2 separate regions of the Sus scrofa genome follow, and region 2 is linked to region 1. Evidence: chromatin contacts called from public HiChIP or PLAC-seq data. All regions are on one chromosome and are shown on one strand. The core of a region is the stretch at or near the end of the contact, and the rest is flanking DNA. Distances in the headings are between cores, read along the strand shown.

Region 1 (3,662 bases), core at 908-3,407:
CATTAGATAATTGACCAAAGACACTACTTGTTTCATATGGCTGCCAGGTAGTACCCATTCTGGGTCAGCCATTTTCCATAATATTTCCCAGAATTCTCAAAACTAACCAATGAGGAAGGTAAGATTCCCACTAGACCGAAGAAGAAATTAAGACAGAGAGGTGGTGTAACTTGCTCAACATCTGTAACTTGCAGATTCAGGCTGCAAGTTCAAGTCCATCCAACTCTAAAGCTAAACTCCTGACACTGCATCCTGCAGCCCTGCTTATGTAGATACTTCTATTTTTCAAAAAAAAAAAAAAAATCTAATGAAAAAACCTGATAGAGAGCTCCAAAATCATCTGAGAAAACCTGAAACAGGATGCTCTGTTTTCTTTTTTAACAAACAATTACACAGGAAATTCAGCTGTACCCAAGGACAGTCCATGTGTACAGTTAGGACAAGCCTTTCTTTGGCAACAGTCGCTGTGTACTAACTGGGATCATTCCTAAGTTTACACGATTGCTTTCTAAGTAAGTACGAGCTGGACTGCAATTCTGCTTGGCTTCCTTTGGAGAAACAGACTGTCTGCACCCACTTAAGGAAGGGATGGAGGAGCCTAAAAGAATACGGGAATCAGAATCCACTTGAAATGGCAAGAGCTGAGTTGACAAAGCTCTAAGAACGACCTCGAGGAGCAGCTCCAACTGCTGCTGGCTTTAGAGATCCTGGGAACAGCCCTGTGCTTACAAGGCCAAGGGTGCTAGGCACAGCCCACTCTGCTCTCCACTTGGCCAGCTTTGCAGAGTCTTCACACATCCCAGCCCAGCCCAGCCCAGCTGCTCTGGAGAAAGCCCAGCTTGCAATACGGAAGAGAAGCGAGAAAGAGGAGTGAGGGCGGAGGCTCACAGGAACCAGCAGGGAGCAGGGCTGGCAGAGAGACCAGGCTCCAGGCCAGGGCCCAGACACCCAGGAGGGCCCCTAGAAGATGATGCCCCCCCCCGCCCCCCAGGCACAGAGGAGCCTTCTCGGCACCAGGACCAAGGCTCCTGACTCTAGTCCCATGATGTTTTCTCTGCCAGAAGATTAAGGAAGCCTCAAATGGGCAAGGCAGAATTGGCTGAAGCAAATCTTTCCCACCTCTGCCAACCAAAATAGGGAGCAAGCAAATGGGCTCTGCCACTTACTGGCTGCAAGACCTTAGCTGGAGCATCCCTGCCTACTCTGGAGGGGACTGCAGTAGGTTATCTCTAAGGGCCCTGACATCTCTGACTGTCCACAGCACTGAAAGCAGAAACATTTACCCGCCGATAGAGTATATTTCATGCAATCCCAACACCCCCACGCAGTAGATACTATTGTTAGACCCATTTTACAGAAGAGGTAGCTGAAGCACAGACAGGTTAATAACTTACCCAAGGGCAAGATGCCTACAGTCATGAATAACTGGGAGGGTTACTCAGGACATCCACAGGATGGGGGTGGGGGGAGGGACAGAGAAGGGCCCGAGGGAAGGCGCAGAGGGAGATAACGGGTCAGGGGACTGAGTAGCCCCCAGCCACTCTGACCTAAACCCAGGAAAGGGCTCGAGGTGAGGACACGGACAGAGTCTAAGGAAGAAATGGGGAAAGGAAAGCAGACGGGCTCCAGAGAAAGGAGGGTGGATGCAGAAATCCCAATGGACAGAGGAGCTAGGCTGAGCAAGGAGGTTAAGCAGGAGGAGCGGCGGAAGGGCGTATGGGCGGCTCCCCGGGAGGCAGGTGCGGGGCGAGAAGTCCCACCTTGAGCACCGTGACGGCTCCCGCGCTGTGCACCTGGAAGTGCGCGGGCGGCTCGGCGCCGGGCTCGGCCGCCTCGTCGGGGCCGGTGTAGCTAAAGCAGGCGTCCGCAATATCCAGGTGACCGAGCGGCAGAGCGTCCTGCGGGCTCTTGAAGTAGTAGAGGTAGCAGCGGCGCGAGTCGAACACGAACCAGCGACTGCGGTAGCCGCGCAGCGGGCCCTTGCCGGACAGCTTCTGCAGGTAGCCGCACAGCCGCGCTGGCTCCCGCCCGGGCCCTACCCCAGGCTCCGCCGTGGCTCCCGGGGCCGCGCCCTCGCCGCCGCCGCTGCCCTCCTCCGCCCGGGTCCCGGGCCCCGGCATTGCCAGCCCGCGCGCCAACCGCCGGCGCCCCGGCCCCCAGCGCCTCCGCGCCGCCGCCGCTGCGCCCCCTCCCCTCAGCCCAGCCACTCCTCACGACTTGCGGGAGCGCAAAGCAGCCTGGGACTTGTAGTCCCGCCCCCGCCCGCCCCCGGGAGCTCCAGCCCCTACCGGGGTTGCCCCTTCGAGCTCCCCAGAGGCCAGGTCCTGGAAGGTCAGCCGTGCCATCTGGGCCTTCGTGTAATGTGGTTTTCAAAGCACCTCACTGCGGGTGCTCTATTTCTTTGTGAGAGTGTGGGTTACACGGGAGCATGAATTTCTCAAAACCCATCCAGTATCCCCTTAAAACTGTATTTCAATCTAGGTAAATTACTTTAAAACGTAGTTTTTAAATCTCTGCGCTGCCACATTGGCAGGCTTACATTGCAAAAATGGGAAAGCCTATTGCTTGGCGCTGAGGGGATGCTCAGTAAATATTTATAGAATGCATAAATGAAAGACAAAGCATTTCGCACCTCTCCAGAACTCAGTTGTTTGCTGAATTAAATATTTACTGTGTGCCAGGTACAGTTCCACACCCTGGAGGATACAGCAGTGAACACGCCAATCATTTCTCCAATCATGGAGATAATAGTCTGATAAGACAGAGAGATAATTCATAAAAAGACAGATAAATATAAGCTATGTTGTATATATGCTGTGATGAAGTTATTAAAAATGATTACCAATTAAATAGCACTTATCACTTACCAGTGCTTTATGTATTAACACATTTGAACTCACACAAGAACTGCAAGAGGCAAATACTATTGTTTCACAATAAAGCAAAGTAAGAGGATAAGGAGATGGCTCAGCAGGTTAAGAGCCTGACATAGAGTCTTTGAGGTTGCGGGTTCCATCCCTGGTCTCCATAGATCAGTGGCTTAAAGATAGGGCCTTGCCACAAGGTGAGGCATAGGTCGAAGATGCCACTCTGATCTGGCATTCCTATGGTGGCTATGGCATAGGCCTCAGCTGCAGCTCTGGGGAGAAAAAAAAAACAGAATAGGATGAGGAGATGGAACTGTTGAATACAAAATTTTACTCAAAGAAAAAAGGTTATAGCTACCTTTGTGAAAGAGCCAAATCAGAACATCCCACCTTCTCCATTTTGAATGTTCTTACAAACACGCTAACAGACACAAGCGGAAAATCCTACACTCTGAGATGAACAGGGACACCAAATTAGTCTGCTTCACTGGAGACAGGCTTCAAGAGTGAGCTCCCAAGGGCTCACCTAGGCAGCCAGGCAGCTACAGGTCCTATGTTAGCTGCCACATGACCACCCCTTTCCCGGCCAGGCAAGGGTCTGGCTGGGTGACCATAGCAAGAGTGCCTCCGCCTTAGTGCCGTTAGGTTCTCTTTGAGAGCAGTACAGCGTCGTGTTAAGGGCTGGGCTCTGGATTTGTCTCCTAACTCTGCCACTAACCAGAAGTGTGTCTTTGGGCAAGTTCCTTTACCTCGCTGAGCCTCAGTCTCTTCATGCATAAAATGGGGATAATACAA
Region 2 (3,477 bases), core at 191-2,690, 84 kb before region 1:
TAAGGTTTTTTCCCACCAACCTTTATGCCACCGGAAGCAGTCAGACTCTGGCTCAGGAGTGTCTGAAGTGCAGTGGGCATCCTCCCTGGCAGCCATTCAAAAAACACCCACGGCCGCCCACCAGGTACAGGACACCAAGGGGGAGATGGCCGAGGTAAGGTTTTCTAAGCAAGACACAGCAACACAGCCGACAGATGCTGTAAACAGACTCTTGGAAGCAGCTGACTGTAAGCTGGTGATGACCCACCAGGCAGAAAGCAGGGCAATGCGAGCGCCAGAGGCCGCGGCGTGGGGATGGCTGTAAACAGACGAGCCCCCACCCCGAGTGGGAATGAGAAAGTGCAGTGTGGCTCTGACATCTGCCCAGCAGACGTCCAGAGACCACGGATGTGACATTCGGGCTTTGAAACGAGCAGACACGTCCCCGCTATTCACCTTTTTGGCACACTTTGGTTGTGAAGGCAAGAAGAGCAGCGTCGGGGTGGGTGGGGGTTGGGTGGCGCTCAGGTGTCCTCTTCCTCGTCGCTGACCAGCTCGCCCTTGTCAGGGCTGGTGTCCCGTTCACGCAGGAAGTCCTCCCGAATGGCCTCCAGCTCTGTCAGCTCCAGCCGGACCTTCTCCAAGTGGTAGGCACGCCGGTTCCGGATCTGGCGCAGGGGGAATGGGTTCAGGTCCCCAAAGGAGATGCTGATCAGCTTCCTGGCAAGACACAGACGGAGCACGTCAGGGAGGCTCAGGCAGTGCTCACCCTCAGCCCTCATTTCAGCCCAGAGGCCTGAGGGCACGGGGAGTCCAGCTCGGAGGGCTGTGCTCTTGCAGGGGCAGGCTCACGTGGTGGCCTGAATCCAGACACCAGCTCCACCAGGCACTTCCTGTGTGACACAGAGCAGGTGAAGTGCCCTCTTTACAGCCTCCAATTCCATATCTGTACATCGCATAATTAATGGGTTCCTTGGGTTGCTACCGTGGGCACTAGGACGGTGTCTGGCACTTGCTCAGTGACGGTGGGGGCCACATGCCTCTGACTCTTTGGAACCAGCAGGAAGCCTTGCGCAGGGTGTGCTTGGGAAGACTTGCCAAGCTGATGGCTGGGGAGTGAACGGATGCACGATGCCTGGGCAAGCCTGGGGGTAACTGGCAGACCAGTCAGTGGCGTGGCAAGATGCAGTCTATGGAGAAAAGGGTGGTTTATGGGTTTTGTACTTCCCCCAGATCAAGGCACCCAGCTACAATAAACATTTAAAAATCATGGTAATTTGCCCCTAACCACTGGCCAATGGTTTAATAAAAACAGGGCTAAAACGTGCCCTGAGGCGTGGCAATGGCTTCCAGCTGTCTCGGGCCACTGCAGAAGCCAGCTCCTCCAGCACTAAGCAGCAGGGAAGGAAGGCCCTATACACTTACAAACCCCAGGAGAAGCTGTGATGAAACAGAAATGTCACAGGACTTCCTCCTGCCTCTGTCAGAAAACAAACATTTGCTCCTGCTACTCCTCAGTCACTCGGGCTGCTTTACCATGATGCATACATAAGAAAGGTCACACGCCCTTGGCATTCCTTCCTCTCATGCTTTTAACCACCCTCTCCTCGGGCCTCACTCCAAGCCAGGGGGTGCTCCTGCAAGAAGGGAAAGGGCCAGAAAGGCTGGCTTTAAGGCCCGGCTCCCCGGAGCATGTTCTAGAACTCGTGAGTGAGAGAGGCTGGAGCCCAGCCATCACTCAGCGTGGGTCTCTGTGAAAAACAACACTGGCCGGGGACTGGGAACCGGGCCGTAAGACCAGCCCCTTTTCTCCGACAGCCGTCAGTCACAGGCTCCGTATACCTGGGATGGAGGTGCCCCAGGCCCTTCTCTGCTGCAGAAAGCACCGAATCAAACTGATACCGGTCACTGCCGATTGAGGCCTATCAGCGCAGGCTGGGCAGCACGGGAGATGACACACCGCCTCTGCCTGGGCCTGGAAGGTCCAGTCTAGAGATGAGAAAGTGCCCTGTGCCCGCCAAGTTCAGAAGATGACGCTCAGCACGTGAAAGGTGCCTCGAAGTCTTGATTCACAGATTGGTCTAAGCTTTTCTCACCCACACCCCTGACCACATCTGACTCAGAATGCCCTACCTCCTCCTTGGCAGAACCAATCCATGGAGGCAGGATCAATGTTCCTTGGAGCCGCTGGTCTGGGGAACTTACTAAAATACTGGGCCCCAGTCCAGAGGGAGGGCCAGAGCACCTGCAGTGCTAAGGACACCCCAGGTGATGCTGCTGCATCCGGAAGCTCCAGGCCTTGTTGGACCTTGACTTCTGGCGGCAGAGACAGAAACGCTGCATGAGAGCCTCTCACCAGGTGGCGCTGCAGGATCGCAAGACAGAAGGCAGCCCTGCCCTGCCGGCCACGGAGCCGCCTGCCATGCTGACAATGACACCCGCACAAAACTGCCAGGGGCCCAGCAGGATGCCCTCCCTCCCAGGCGTTAGCTGTCAGAGTCAAGTTTACTTAAGACCATTCTTGTCATGTGACCTGATGTAAGATGAAGAAAACGCTCTCAAGGCTCACCCCAGACTCAGTCTTTCACAGGCAAACGGTGTTCTTAGATATACTATTGTTGCTGACATAGCAATAAGCCTGAAAACCTCTTAAAAATCCACTTCCCAAGTAAAAGATCCTAACAACAGTGACAACTTTCGAGGAAGCTGGGTACAGCCTCAGCCCCCATCTCCTCCCGACGTCCACGTCCCTGGTCCCCGTGGCCTCACTCAAGAGAACTAGAGTGTGGTTTTCCAGCCCGGTCCTCCATCCCCTCTCTGGCCCTGCACACTCTCCTGCCCCAAGACCCCCGCAGCAACGGTGCCCTGCAGCTCCCAGCTACAACGCTCCAGGATGTGTGCCCTAGGTTATGAGATAAAATATTCTTATTATGGGTGGCAGTCCACAGAGTTTGAGAAACATGAATAAGCTCCAAATGCCTCTCAGTGAAAGGACTCCCGTGGTTTTCACAAGGTGCCCAGCCTGATGCGGGGGTCCACTCCCATGCAGGAGAGGCAGCTCAGCCCCAGGGCACAGCCAAGGTTAAGGTGGCCTCAGCGCCTCGGGCGGAGGGCGCTGCACCGCCTAGTCAGCAGCAGGGCCACAGAAATCCCCTCGGAGAACACGGCCTCGGCCACCAGGGCCAGAGCAGCCGCCACCAGTGGTCCAGGGCCTGTACGGACAATGAGGGTGGCCCAGAACAGGCAGTAACTGTGCTGGGGACCAAGGGGGCCAAGCGACCCCTGAACCCTTGGTTATCAGGGCCAGAAAGCCGGGGGCCTCCCAAGTTCAAACTTCTCCTCCACTCTCTTCAGTCTGCCCCCTTTGCTACCTCCGGGGCATCGCTCTCCAGGCTACCCCCTCTCTCGCCTGCACCCCCTGGTCTTCCACCGCCAGTCCTGCTCCCACCTGACAGGCCCATCTCCTGTCTCACCCTGCAGGGACTTCCCAACCTCTCA

What was found. HiChIP or PLAC-seq counts read pairs in DNA pulled down with a chosen protein or histone mark.
Region 2: an H3K27ac HiChIP or PLAC-seq map of alveolar macrophages shows a contact between it and region 1. The contact joins the enhancer-like site here to the promoter of TBC1D2B in region 1. A contact is called at or near these places in 2 of 5 promoter capture datasets (fetal skeletal muscle and liver), 5 of 47 Hi-C or Micro-C datasets (embryonic fibroblasts, fibroblasts, liver and 2 more) and 2 of 2 datasets of contacts at active chromatin or transcription factors (alveolar macrophages and skeletal muscle).

The regions. Positions count from the first base shown.
Region 1 is chr7:47,837,875-47,841,536 of Sscrofa11.1, reverse strand. It overlaps TBC1D2B (TBC1 domain family member 2B), which reads right to left and starts at 2,157. Exons shown (of 13, transcript XM_021098841.1): 1 at 1,761-2,157. The coding sequence starts at 2,120.
Region 2 is chr7:47,921,239-47,924,715 of Sscrofa11.1, reverse strand. It overlaps TBC1D2B (TBC1 domain family member 2B), which reads right to left. Exons shown (of 13, transcript XM_021098841.1): 13 at 1-699. The coding sequence ends at 504. It overlaps ADAMTS7 (A disintegrin and metalloproteinase with thrombospondin motifs 7), which reads left to right. Exons shown (of 24, transcript XM_021098839.1): 24 at 1-3,477. Among named protein-coding and RNA genes, the nearest start is that of ADAMTS7, 72 kb to the left of the region's middle. Within about 2 kb of position 1,440, at least 9 of the 83 cell types and tissues checked have an H3K27ac peak or open chromatin away from gene starts, as enhancers often do. A contact at or near this core is called in alveolar macrophages and embryonic fibroblasts, where this site is marked.